Regions from separate parts of the Sus scrofa genome. Here region 2 is linked to region 1. Evidence: chromatin contacts called from public HiChIP or PLAC-seq data. All regions are on one chromosome and are shown on one strand. Each heading gives the region's core, a stretch centred on a gene start, on an enhancer-like site or on the middle of the called end of the contact. The rest is flanking DNA. Distances are from core to core; before and after follow the strand shown.

Evidence for each region. HiChIP or PLAC-seq counts read pairs in DNA pulled down with a chosen protein or histone mark.
Region 2: an H3K27ac HiChIP or PLAC-seq map of skeletal muscle shows a contact between it and region 1. The contact joins the promoter of TTC24 here to the promoter of MEF2D in region 1. A contact is called at or near these places in 6 of 47 Hi-C or Micro-C datasets (alveolar macrophages, embryonic fibroblasts, fetal liver and 3 more) and 2 of 2 datasets of contacts at active chromatin or transcription factors (alveolar macrophages and skeletal muscle).

Annotation. Positions count from the first base shown.
Region 1 is chr4:93,580,126-93,586,646 of Sscrofa11.1, forward strand. It overlaps MEF2D (myocyte-specific enhancer factor 2D), which reads left to right and starts at 1,438. Exons shown (of 12, transcript XM_021089672.1): 1 at 1,438-1,791.
Region 2 is chr4:93,507,716-93,515,066 of Sscrofa11.1, forward strand. TTC24 (tetratricopeptide repeat protein 24) reads right to left here and starts at 4,324. Exons shown (of 10, transcript XM_013996959.2): 1 at 3,072-4,324; 2 at 1-629. The coding sequence starts at 625. The region is part of intron 1 of IQGAP3 (ras GTPase-activating-like protein IQGAP3); the gene reads left to right.

The sequences.
Region 1 (6,521 bases), core at 188-2,687:
GATAATGGGCCTAAAGGGGTCTTGACAGTCCAGCCCTTGAATTATTATAATGCAGCATGAGGTACTGTTCAAAGTGATCTACTTGTACGTAGCAATTTAATCTTCACACCAGTTTATGAGTTAGGTACTATTATCATCGCTGCTATTTTACCTATGAGGATCATGAGGTACAGGGAAATTAAGTAATGGGCCTGTGTTCCCGGTTAAAAAATGGCGGAATAAGGATGTGAACTAAAGTAGCTTGACTACTCCAAAACATGCTACCTCTTTATATATTAGCCTCTTCAGCACTCAACCTGGATCATTAAGCCTTGATCCAGTAAATCAGACCCAGCCAGGTAGAAATCGAGGTGTGTGAACTGAGTGCCCTTCTGTTCTGCGAGGGTCTTTAAGATCCAAGCCAAATTCCATCATTTCCTCAAGCTTCAGGTAGAAAGCAGACATTGGGGCAACAGGGATGCTGGAGAGGAAGTCTGACAGGTCGCTTGTCCAGTAGGCATGGCACCCACACTCCTGTGGTAGGGCAGAAGATTCGCCACACCCTGGAGCAACCAGGAATTACAAATTTTTTTAAACATCTACTACTGTTTCTTTAATGAGATGCTTTTGGGCGTTTCCTGTGCTGGGGGAAATTAGGGTCACGCCCCTTTAAATTGCCCCCCTCGGCTGTAAGTGCTCTGGAGCCTCAGGCACTGGGGATTAGGTCACCCACGAACTATGAGCTGTCGCTTTAAATTGCTGGGCGTCTGCCCAGCCGGGCCCTGGGAGGGGAGGGGGCCTCTCACAGGTAGAGGGAGCAAACGAGCTCTCCAGGTAACCCCCCAGAAAAGAACGGGTCCCTTTAAGTGAGGCTTCGGCTCACACTAAGTGAAGGAGATAAAATCTTTTCAACACTTAGTGTCTACCCTTAATTTATCTACTTAGATTCCCACCTCCCAACTCTCTAGGGGCTTGGGGGTTGGGGGGGAGCTGTCGAGGTAGCGTGTGTGTAAGTGTGTGTGCGCGAGTGTGTGTGAGTGTGTTTGGGGGCGGGGGCGGGAAGTATGTGCCCAGTCGGCGGAACCTCCCCGGAAAGGACCTCTTCGAGCGCATGGTGGCAGCAGTACTAGGCGGCCGTCCGGACAGCTCGAAAGGGGCACCACGGGCGCGGGCCGATCCCCTTAGAGGCCTCTGGGTCTCGCCTCCCTACTTTGCCTCGCTCGGTCGCTTCCTCGCTTCCTCCCTCCCTCCCTCCTGGCTGGCGGAGGGATCTGCCTCTCCCAGCGCCGCAGCCTAGCTTGGGAGGGCGCTGGGGTGGGGGCCGACCCGGCCCGGCCCGGCCGGCCCGAGGGAAGCGAGGGGCGGGGCCGCGTCCCCGGGACCGCCCCTGCTCCGGCCCCGCCCCTCCGCCCCCACGGGTTCCTCCCATTGGCCCCCCCGCCTGTCCATCACCCCCGTTCCCCCCACCCCTCAAGCTAGGCTGAGCTGTGCCTACGTCGGCCTCGACTCCCGGGGGCTGGAGGAGTTACCTTTGGAGCTCGAAAGGAGGAAGGAAGCAAAATATCAACAACAGCCGAGGCGGCTCGGGCGCTCGGCCCCAGTCCCTCGCCTGCCGGCCGCCCGCCTGCCCGCCCTCGCGCCCACGACGGGGGCCCAGGCCCCCCGGCGCAGCCCAGGGCCCGCGCGGACGCCGGCCTCATTTATTATTCCCCCCGCCCGGAGCTGCGGCTTCCAGGTGCTGAAGAGCCCCAGGACTAGGGGCGAGGGCTACCCCCTCCCAGCCGTGACATCCCCCTTCCCCCAGCGGGGCCGGTGAGTAGAGAAAAATAATGCTCCTGCCGCTTTAAGAGGCCCCCTCCCCCACCCCATCCTGGGGTTGGGGTGGAGGGTGGTCTAGACCGTCCCCCTGAGAGGTGGGATGGGGTGGCCTCTTGGGTTTGGGAGGAACTCGCGGAGCGGGCTGTGTTTTCTTGTGGCGTTGGTGGAAGATTACATGGGGGACTGTTTGGGTGAGGGAGTCGGCTGTGGGGGACAAGTGGAGTGGGCTGTAATTCCCTTGGGTGTTGGGGTCGGGGTGGGGACGGGTGGCTTGGGGGCGCGCCGGTCTGTTGGTGTCCGGGGGTTAAGGCGGCCTCCGAGCGGTCTGGGAAGGGGCGCCATCCTCAGAGGGGGTCTCCGGTGACAGCCGGGAGCGACTGACATTTTAACAGCCGGCCCTCCCTCCCTCTCCCTCCTCGAGCCGCCTGTTCCCTCCTCCTTGGCCCGAAATGGTGCAGAAGGGGGCCTGAGAGGGCGGCGGGAGGGTGGGGGCGGGGGGAGCCGCAGCTGTTTGGGAAGCGGGGGAGGGAGGGGGGATGTTGTTCAGATGACACCGGGGTGGTGGGTTGGGGTGTGTGAGTGTGTGTGTGTCCCGGGCCCGGGTTTGCCCTGTGCCTGTGGAGTTGGCACTCAGAGTTAGCACGGAGGTGGGCACGCAGGACCCTTTCTTGGGACCTCCTAGCCTGCCTCCGAGACCCCTGCTCTGGTTTGTCTGTGGCCCCAGCTGGAGAACCCCCGGCCAGAAGTTTGCAGCTGTTAAACATCTGGGCAAGAGTTCTCCAGTCCGAACTGGGTTGGGAGTGGGGGTCCAGGGAGTGAGGGGCTTTTCGGAGGGTGGGCCGAGGAGACTAAGATGCATGTAGTCTCTTACCCTCCTGCCAACCCCTTTTCTGTCAGGTTTGTTCTTACGGGGTCTCCCTTCCCCTAGTGATTCTAGCTGATCTCTCAGTGGCCTCCTGAGGTCTCTCCCCAATGAAAGGAGGGCTCCTGAGTGTGGGCCCCCTTGGAGCCACTGACTAGGTTATCCCAGGTTTGTCCTTTGAGTAGGAGGTTCTCCCTGCCTCCTCTTAAGCAGCCCATTGTTGATGGGTTGGGGGAGGGTACATTAGGTGGAGCCTCTGTCCCTCTTCTCAGTGCCTAGGCCCCTTTGAGGTCTCCTCCTAGGCCTGGTTTCTTTGGTTTTGGGGGGTGGCCCTCCCTTGCCCCTTCCCCCATCCCCGCAGTGGGTCTCCTAGGCAATTCAGGGGCCATTCTGGACTCTGGGAAGTTTACCGTCTGGGGCGGTGACCTTGGGCTGCTCTGGCCTCCAGATAGCAGGGGAGCCCAGGCCAGCAGGAGATAGGGTGTTTTGAAATTAGGGAGCTGTCCACCTCCCACTCTCCCCAAAATCCCCAACAGGGAAGTCTTCGTAGTCAAGGAGAGAATTGAAAAGGCACATGTCAGTGTTCACAGATGTCCACCCGCCTGTGGCCGCCGGGTCACACCCGCCCCAGGACTTAGCCTGGCTGTCCCAGCTCCCACGGCCTGCCTGGGAATGAATTTCCTTCCTGTGGTTTCCCAGTGTGTTAGGCAGGAGATGGGGGTGGGGTGGGATCAGTGTGAGGGTGGCTGAGGACCCATTTATGTGGGGTTATGGGGGGATCGCTGGAGCTTATATGTAGCTCTTTCCCCACTTGCCCAAGCACAGGGATTTGGACCCTTGGGCCTCAGTGGTCATATGCTCTTTGTTGTAACTCTCCTGCCACCCCCTCCCCCAACACAGCCCGTCTGCGTTTGTATGTGTGTGTGTATACATATGCGTATACATATGTGTGTGTGTGCGTGTGCATTTGTAAGGAGAAAGGTCTCTGTTTTCTCTGGGGAAAGGAAGAGCTTTCATTTATGCTCCTTTAGAGACCAGAGAGGTTGAGTTTTTTACCTGAGGTGACACAGTAAATCTGTGTCAGAGCTTTAGTCCAACAGCACTCTTTCAGGCGAGGCTTAACATCATCGAGAGACCATAGAGAAGCAGACACAGTCCTTCCCCTTGGAGGCCCTGGTCCAAAGGGAGAGGCAGGACCCTTGGGTTGGTGGATGGGCATGGGAGGTTGGGCTAGAGCTTCTGTCTGTTATAATACCCAATGCCCAGAACAGAGTAGTGGAGGACTTCGGAGGGTGTCAGGGCTGCCCATTATCCACCCTAGTCTATACCTGCTGTCCCTGGACTGGAGGGCCCTGGGCTTCCCAGCTCTGCACCTCTTGGCTCCTGGCTCTTCTCAGAGGCCTGGAGATATGATAGTCTTTCTGGCTGCTGTTACATAATCTCTCCAGAAGGTGTTGTTTTTTTTTTTTTCCTCCCAGTTTTTCCTGGGTCTTTCCTGGGAGGTGTGATGGGGAGAAGGTGGAGGGTAGACCCTTCCCCACCCCCAGGTTGGGGCTGGAGGTTCAGTAGCAAGAAGCCCCTGAGGGGAACAAGAAAGAGGAGGCCTTGGAGTTAGGCCCTCATTGATTGTGACCTAGCCCCTCCCACTCTCCTCCCAGATCCTAACCTGGGAAGGGCTCTCTGCTGTGGGTATTCCCTGGGCCTTGTGCCTCCAGAGAGGCCTGCTTCTCGGCTCATCCTTCATCCTTCTCCTTCTGGCCCCTGTCCTCCCTGGTTGGTTTGGGGGTCCAGAATCTCAGTGCTTAGCCTGGCCCGGCATGTGTGGGCCCTACATTGGGCTCTTTGCCACCCACTTCTGTAACTCTGTAGGGGCAAGAGGAGTCAGGGACAAATGAGTGGGTCCAGCATTTCCTGAGTTGTATTTAGAACCACGCCTCCTGGTTCTCTGCCCCTCTAGTCCACAGGATGGTGGCCTTACTGCAGAAGGGGAGTTGGTGGGGGATGGGTAGTAGTGGCCTCAGCCTCTTGGGAACAAGTCTGAGTCTGTGTTTGCCTGGGCTTTCTATGCGGGTATGAGATCAGACAAGGGACTAGACCCCATCATCAAGGGTCAGGTTCTGGGTCTTGCGGCACTGTGGTGGCGGGTTCTCCCCATCCCTTGGGATCATGGCTGGGACTCTCCTGGTTTGAGGCAATTATCTTCCTTTTACAGGGAAGGAGGAGATGGTGGTGGGGCCGGCATAGCCTCAGCATCACTGTAATCGCTGGTAGCTTTTATGAGCCAATCATGGGGCCGGAGTCCAGCGAACCATCTTTCCTTCTGTCCCAGTTTGGTGACTTACTCATGGGGAGGTATTAGGTGCTAGTGGTTCTGTTTCTGTTTGTGATTGATGTCCCTCCGTCTGTCCACAACTACAGCAGGCAGAATGGAGCTTAAACTTCAGGAAGAACTTCTCATTGGCGGTAGAGGCGGGGAGAAAGAGCTCTAACTTGGCTTAGGAAAGATGGGGATCTCAAAGCACTTTCTTCTCCAGTGACTCTTGGTGGCTCTGCTGAAAGGCCTTGAACTTTGGCCTAGTGGGGATGGTACTGTTTGGCTCCTAGAATATTTATTTTTCCCCCCCACCCCCACCCCCTACTGCTTAGGACTCAAAGTATCCTGAGGAGAGTTTGTCCTGGAGCTGCAGGCTGGCTCGCCTTTGGGTTCCTTTCCCCTGGCAGAGGGATGGGTGGGGGCCCCATGCAGGCTGGCATGCTCAGATGCACCTGGAAGGTCCTTAGCATTTAGTGGCGCACATGCACGGAGGTGTGCGGGGCATACACATGGGTGTTTAGACACCCACAGAGCAGCTGCACCCTGTAGGGGTGGGGGTAGTGAAAGACAAAGAGATGATTAAAGATTGGAGACTGGGCCCGGGGTGAGGGGCCTGAAGGTGAGAGGACAGAAGCATGCACAACTCTGAGGAGAGGAGCGTTGACTGGAGTAAGAGGTGCTGAGGTTAGACCTAGAGCATAGCGTGTGAGTTGGGGGACCCTGGCTGACTTTCGTCACTGCCCCTAGCAGCACTCCACTCCATCCCTGCCACCATTTAGTCCTCTCTGTGGCCTTGGCTCAGCCTGTTTTGGCCACTCACACTGTGTGTCCTTGGGGAAGTCCTCTTTCCATATGTACAGGGGTTTCACCCAGCCTTGTGGTGAGCAGAGCACCTGGATGTTTTGGTGGTTTGTCACCGGTCTCTGTTGCCCTCCCCACTCACCCTGAGGAGCAAGGCCTTGCTGAGGTATCAGGCTTGTGTCTGAACCCTCAAGCATTTTGGGGCAGACCCCTGCCCTGGTAATCACCAGGGCCCTTTGCATCTGATGTTTCTTTCTTCTGCGGCTGTGGCTACAGTCTCCCTTTCCTGGGAGCCTAGCCATGCTTCTGGCTGGTCCTGCTGGGCGTGGAAACAGGAGGCTCGTTCGCTGACTGCACAGGACCCTGATGACCTGGGGTTAGGGGGTGGCGGTTGTGCCTACTGTCTGATCTCTCTCCTCTCTTCTGTGGGCTGGGAGGGGAGGGCCTTCTCTGGAGCTCTGGCCTGTGGCTGGCCTCACCCAGGCGGGACCATATTTACTCATTTAAACTCACCCTCCCAGGAGGCTCTGGGCTCTAGGCCTGGTCACTGACCTTGGCTTGGTGCCTCTGGCTGGGTGCTCTGGCCACTCCCCTAGGACTTGGAGACACCAAGGAAGCATATAGAAAAGGAGCTGTTTTTGCCTCCATGGACAAGAGCATTTACTCTCAGGCCATACCCCAGTCATCCTATTTTCCAACACACTTTGGAGACCAAACACTAAAACTTTTGAGATCCCTGGAGATTGG
Region 2 (7,351 bases), core at 3,074-5,573, 70 kb before region 1:
ACCCACTCTTCAGCAGACACCCTGCTGCAGCCCCCAATGCCAGGGCTGCAGCCCGGGGCTGCCCTGCTTGGGTGTAGGCCTGGCTCGCTTCCTGCAGACAGTGGGCTGCTAGCTCAGGCTGTCCCAGAGCCTGGTAGCAGGCTCCCATTTTCGCCTGGGCTTGCCCCTGGTCACCTAGCGGCTGGTAGTGGCCCAGGGCCTTGTGGTACCAGGCCAAAGCTTGAGGCAGGTCGCCCAGGGCATGGTAGGCCAAAGCTACATTGAAACACTGGTCGCCGTGACTCCCGCCCTGGGCCTTCTCTTGAGGTTGTGCTCGTAGGAGCAGCTCAAGGCCTCTGGCTGGGTCCCCAGTCTCCACGTAGGCAGCCCCCAGGTTGAAGGCACAGGCCTGGAGAACAGGGGTATCCCTGGTTTGTGGTGCCTTGGAAGCCAGGAATAAGGCCTTCTGGAAGCTGGTCAAGGCCTCGTGGTTCTGGCCAGCCAGCAGGGCTCTGTGGCCAGCACTGGTGAGAGCTCGGATGCTGGCCTCTTGCTGTGGCCACTTCCTTCTCTTCTTTTTCTTCTTAGAGCTTGAGGGTGAGGGTGAGGGCTCTTGGGGGGTATCCTCAGTGTTGAGGGAAGACATGGTGCTGACAATAGGGAGTAGAGGGGTCAGCTCATCATCCCGGCTGCCTCCCAAGCGCTCTCTCTCTTGGGTAACTCAGCTCTACCTCTGCCCTGGTGGGACCCTCGCGTTTCAAGGATTCTCTCGGCCATCGCACTTTGCTGCATCCATCCCATTGGACACCACACCAACCCTCACTCCAGTGCCCTGACTAACTTTTAGTCCTTGAACCAGAGTCAGTTCAAGTAAGAGCTTCCTGCAGGAAGCCCTCTTGGAGTTCCCCTTGTGGCTCATTGGAAACGAATCCGACTGGTATCCATGAGGACTCGGGTTTGATCTCTGGCCTCACCCAGTGGGTTAAGGATCCGGCATTGCTGTGAGCTGTGGTGTGGGTCGCAGACGAGGCTCAGATCTGGCATTGCTGTGCTCATGGTGTAGGCTGGCAGCTGTAGCTCCGACTGGACCCCCAGCCTGGGAACCTCCATAGGCTGCAGGTGCGGCCTTGAAAAGACAAAAAGACAACAACAACAAAAAGCCAAGAAAGAAAAAAAAAATCAAGGAAGGAGTTCTCGGTGGCTCGGTGGTAATTAACCCTACTAGGAACCATGAGGATGTAGGTTCGATCCCTGGCCTCGCTCAGTGGGTTAAGGATCTGGCGTTGCTGTGAGCTGTGGTGTAGGGTGCAGATGTGGCTTGGATCTGGCTTTGCTGTGGCTGTGGTGTAGGCCGGCAGCTGTAGCTCCGATTGGACCTCTAGCCTGGCCCATATGCTGTGGGTGTGGCCCTAAATAGCAAAAAAAAAGAAAGGAAGGAAGGAAGAAAAGAAAAGAAAAGAAAGAAAGAGAAAAGAAAAGAAAAGAAAGAAAGAGAAGAGAAAAGAAAAGAAAGAAAGAGAAAAGAAATCCTTCTCCCCTCAACCAACTGGTACTCTCTTCTCTGCTCCCACAGCACTCTGTCTTTTATGGCATTTATCACACTGGGTTGGAGTTGTTCACTTTCTTGTCTGTCTCCCCTGCTAGATTTAGAGCAACTTGAAGGGTCTGGAACATAGTAGATTCTCAATATGTGTTTATTGAATGAGATGACAAAGCTGCGGCGATGGGTGGTGGTGAAGGTTGCACAGCAATGTGAGTACACTTAACGCTGCTGAACTGTGTGCTTAGAAATGGTTTAAAATGGTAAACAGTAGGCTGTATAGATTTGACCACTCCAATGTTTCTTGGAGTTCCCGTTGTGGTGCAGCTGATACAAATCTGACTAGGATACATGAGGACGCAGGTTCGATCCCTGGCCTCGCTCAGTGGGTTAAGGATCCAGTGTTGCCGTGAGCTGTGGTGTAGGTCGCAGATGTGGCTTGGATCTGGTGTTGCTGTGGCGGTGGTGGAGGCTGGCAGCTGTGGCTCCGATTCGACCCCTAGCCTGGGAACCTCCATATGCCTTGGGTATGGCCTGAAAAAAGCAAAAAAAAAAAAAAAGTTTCTTGACTGACTGAATGAATGGATGAATGAACAGAGCCCATACAAAGCCTCTCCTTCAGCCTGTGTCTCCACACACACGCATCCACTCACAACCTAGGTTCTCCTGCTGTCTAATCTCAAGGTATGGTTCAAGTCAGTTCGACAAATACTCAGCAAGCCCTGCTGTGCCAGGAGCCAGACAAGGCACCCCGGGCACCAAGCTAAATAGGCCATTGGATTGGCAAAGAGCCAACTTCCAGGAGCAAGGCTTCTGTTTCTCCATTGACTGCCTACTCCCTATCCCAAGGGGAGCAGCCTTCTCCCCTACTGCCTTGGCTCTCTGTCTGCTGGCTCTTTCTGGTCCCCTGACTTCCTGCTCTGGTCTCCAGAGCCCTCTTAAACCCAAACACATTTCTCCCTCAGCAGCATGTGGTTCCCCATTGCTATCTCTCCCTTACAGAGGCAGAAGCCTTTTTCATGAACCCTTCTCCCAAGAGACAGGAAAAGGAGTGGAAAAGACCCAGGAACTGGGCTCTCAGCCCCTCTCATTTTTCTCTTCCCCAACATTTTTTTTAAGGAGAAGCAGGCAGGGGTGATACATTCTTTTTTTCAAGAAACTCTCCCTTGGGAGTTCCCATTGTGGCGTAGCAGAAATCTGACTAGTATCCATGAGGATGTAGGTTCGATCCGTGGCCTCACTCAGTGGGTTAAAGATCTGGCGTTGCTGTGAGCTCTGATGTAGGTCACAGATACGGCTCAGATCCCAAGTTGCTGTGGCTGTGGCTGTGACCGGCAGCTGTAGCTCTGATTGGACCCCTAGCCTGGGAACTTCCATATGCCTCGGGTTTGGCCCTAAAAAGCAAAAAAAGAAAAAGAAACTCTCCCCTCTCCCTGCTCCTAAAAACACCCAGGCAGGAATGCAGGAATGCTGCCTCTTCAAGGCCCTGGTTCTTGGGGCAATCCTGACTACCCCCACCAGATCTTGGGGCCCCAGCCACAGGACGCCTTACCTCCTAAGATCCTCTCTGTAGATGGCTTTCTGGAATGGTCCCTCTGGCTAGAGTTACCTACCTTAACTCTTAGCTCAGAGCCGCTGGGGTTACCAGACAACCAGGTACCGCCCTCCATGTCTAGGAAATTCTTTGATTGACAGCTCAAATGGCCTATCTTAGTGCTGAACTCTGCTGTTACTCCGGCACAGATACCTGGATTCCATTGCCCTTCTCGCCTCCCCTCTCTCCACCCGTGCAGACACAGGCCTCAAGTCCTTCACTTCAAGCAAGAATCAAAGCAGCAAGGGCTTGTTACTAGTTATAGCTTCAAAGACCATCTATCCCTTTCTCTTATTTCACAGAGGAAGGGACCTCTGAGAGCAGACGTGACTTGCCTGAGGTCAAAAAACAGTCACGTAGCTGGGATTAGAGCCCAGGTTTTCTGATTCTGGGCTAACTAGCCTAAGGTCCCTTCCATTAACTATGACTGCAAGCTTTAATGAGGCTTGGGGTGTTCCAGAAGTGAAACCTGCGCCCCCCCCCCACACACACACATTGTGCTTCTGGGTGGTAGTTTCACATGTGGGAACAGGGTGAAAGGTTGATGGTCAGGAAAGGCCTGGAGATCAGAAGAGCCTCTCTGCCCCCGGACTCCTTTTCCCAGCTCCACTGATCTGCAGCCTCCAGGTTCGGCTTAATGAGAGGACAGCAGGCACCAAGAGAACAGGCACCCACTGCCCTACCTCACCAAGGGTGGCCTGCATCAGAAAAAAAAATGTCCTCATTTATCTAGGAGAAAGGGCTCTTTTAAGTAGAGAGGCCAGGGCCAGAAATAAAATTATAAGGAAGTAGTTGGGCTCACAGCATTTGCCGGGCAGCCTCTGCTAAGGGCCTGCTGTTGGCAGACATGGTGCACACACCACAGTCAGCGCCCATGCCCGAGGCAGGTTCTCCTAGCTGCCTGCTGCTCTTGCCCAAGGGCTGGGCCTTTGGGATGCTACCACAGCATAGCCAGAGCCAAATATGCAGCTCAGTCTGCTGTTCACTGAGCAGCCTCCCCTAAGGGGTGAGGATCATTTGCAGAGGGGGCAGGGACTGAATCTGCTTTCACTGAGGTTCTAATGGCCACAATGATCTAGTGATCATTTCTGAATCACTTTCCTTGTTTGATTCCCTGCTGGTATCTTACATATCTTTGCCACTCTTTCCACACTTGGCTTCCAAAACCCACTGTGCCTTTTTTGTTTGTTTGTTTTTAGGGCTGCACCCGCAGCATATGGAGGTTCCCAGGCTAGGGGTCCAAGCAGAGCTACAGCTGCCGGCCTACGTCACAGCCACAGCAATGCCAGATCCGAGCCACATCTGCAAGCTACACCACAGCTCACAGCAATGCCGGATCCTTAACCCACCCATTGAGCGAGGCCAGGGATCGAACCCGAGTCCTCATGGATACTAGTCAGGTTTGTTACCACTGAGCCACCAATAACTCTTTCCTTGATTTTTAACACCGCTAATGAGCCAATAGTTTCTAAATGTATATCTCTAGATTTAGCTTGCCAAGTGAAATTCCTATTTCCTCAAATCTACCCATCCTGTGTATCCACTGTTACTTGATAAGCCACTAATCCAGTCTCTATGCTAGAGACCTGAGAAATATCCATGAACCCCCTGTCCTCCAGCTCCCAGTCCTACTGATTCTACCTCTGAAACCTCTCTCCATTGTACCCTTTCCTCCGCAGTCACATGACCGGGGCCTTGGAAGTACAGCATATTATGATTAAGAACTCAAGCTTGGAACTGGATTATCTGAGAGTTTGAATTGTAGCTCTACCGATTTTTAGCTGTTTGACGTTTCTAAGCCCCAGTTTCCTCCTTGCTCTTGCCCATGCTGTTTCCACTGACTAAGATCCCTCCCTCCTTCAATCGGATGAATTCTTGTTAACTTTTCAACCCAGATCAGCTGTCACCTCCACTAGGAAGTCTTCCTGTCTTTCACTGCTCTTAATCACGGCAATAATTTCCCTCTGTGTATCACTGACCTCTAAATTATTTGACTATATGTTTATCGCTCATTACAGAACCACAAGCTTCTTTAAGGCATTGATTGTGCTTATTTATCTCTCCATTGGCAACACCCAGTTCAGTGCATAGCAATAAGTAGGTCCTCAGGTTACCTGCACCAAAGAATACTACAGGAAGCCGAGAGGGGTTAATGGGAATATTAGGAGGAAACGATAGAGGCAGGGGCAGGGGCTAATTGAAGTAAGACAGTTTAGCAGCGAAGAGAAACAGCAACCAAAGTACGGCAGGATGGGGAGAGACCCTCCCAGCCTCGGGCGGCACCCTTTCCCTCACCTGGCAGCACACCTCCGCAGCCTGGAACTACAAATCCCAGGAGCCCCGGCGGCGCAGACCGGAAGTGTCCTGTTCGCCTGTGGCTACGGTGAGGGGCGGTGGCCCGGCGGCGGGAGATTCAAACCTGGAAGAAGGAACATGGAGGGGAGAGGAGCGGGCCCGGGCCGGGCGGTCTGTGAGTGCCAGAAGGGGCCGAGAAGGGCCCAGCAGTGGTGCTGCTCCTCGGGGACTCGGTGGTCCTGGGAGAGGGTGGGGCGGGGGCGGGGCAGGGGGGCCGTCAGGCCAGGAAAGACCGGACTGTGCTGGGTGGGGTGGGAGCGCTCAGTGCGGACTCGTGCGGGCGGGGGTAAAGCTGTGAGCTGTTTACGAAATGCTCCCACTTCTGTGCCGCACTTCAGAGCTTACAAAGAGCTTTTCCCCTTATCCCCAGATTCTGGGGCTCCATAACTTGCCAAGTGCTACCGAGGAACGGGTCGCCCAACAAGACCTAGGGGCCTTCCTTGACTTTTTGATGCCTCTTTGAGACAATGCCTCTCAAAGCTTTATGGTGTCAGAATTACCTGTGGAGTTAATTTAAAACGCAGATTCCTGAATCTTATCCCAGAGCTTTAGCAACAGTTGGTCTCTACTGGGACCTATAATGTGCATTTATAGCAAGCCCCGCTGCGCTTTTCCGATCACCCCAGGTAACTGTGTGTCTGTGTACCACGCTTTCAAAAGCACTGCTTTAGAAAGAGAGATTGGGGTCGGAAAAATGGGACTGCAGAAAGGTTATCATCTGACCTGAAAGAAAAGCAAAATTGAGCTCTTCTTCTACCCCTTTCCCGTCCTCTCCGTTAGGGTACAAAAAGCAAAGGCCACGTCCACCTATCTGTTGAAGGAAAGCTGGTTCCAGACCTGAAAAGGGCAGGAAAACTGATTTTTTTTTTTTAAGACTCTGTGCGCGCGTGTGTGTGTGTGTGTGTGTGTGTGTGTGTGTGTAAAGTCCTGCCCATCTCTCACAGTGCTCAATTCATAACTCTGAGATGATGTCACTCACTTACTGGTTTATTTTCCATGCTTAGCAACCAACACTTGTTCCTTTACACCCCCTTAAAGGAACCAATGGATTTCCTGCGATTGGCCAGTGCTTTCAAATCTGAACGTGGAGGGTGTGTGTATGTGTGTGTCTTTTAATTTGCTTAACTGCCACTTCAAATAAGCCCTGCCCCTCTCCCAAATCATATTGCAGGATATGTAATACAAAAGAGATAATGAGTGGGAACGACATTTAGTGCTGAGTCAAAGACAGATTTACTAAGCTCTCTTTTTAAGCTCTCTGACTTTATTTTCTTGGTGTATATGTGTAGCTTTCTCTCATTTTTTCTGATTTTGTACTGTCTTCCCTAAGGAGACTAGAGAGATAGGGAAGAAGAGAAGGGAAAAGATAAAAGGAGGCTGTGGCCCCCCAAAAAAATGTTCCTGTCATGGCTCAGTGGTTAACAAACCCTACTAGCATCCATGAGGATTCGGGTTTGATCCCTGGCCTCACTCAGTGGGTTAAGGATCTGGTGTTGCCATGACCTGTGGTGTAGGTCACAGACATGGCTTGGATTCCTCGTTGCTGTGGCTGCGGTGTAGGCTGGCGGCTACAGCTCCGATTAGACCCCTAGCCTGGGAACCTCCATATGCTGCTGGTGCGGCCCCAAAAGACAAAAAGCTGGAAGAAAAAGAAAAAAGAAAAAAAAAAAAAAAGGAGGCTGTGGCAAAGGCAGAATGTTAGTGCTGTCTCATTTAAAGGATTTCCTTTTCTTGAGTTTGGGAGTCAGAGTATTGTCTGCACTTTACTTCGCTTGGAGACTATTTTCCTCCTCAGTTGATCTATACCTAAAGGGAGAGTAAACACACCTTTGTGATCTTTTAAAATTCTCTGTCCTTCTACTTTACTGCAAGTGAGTGGCCTT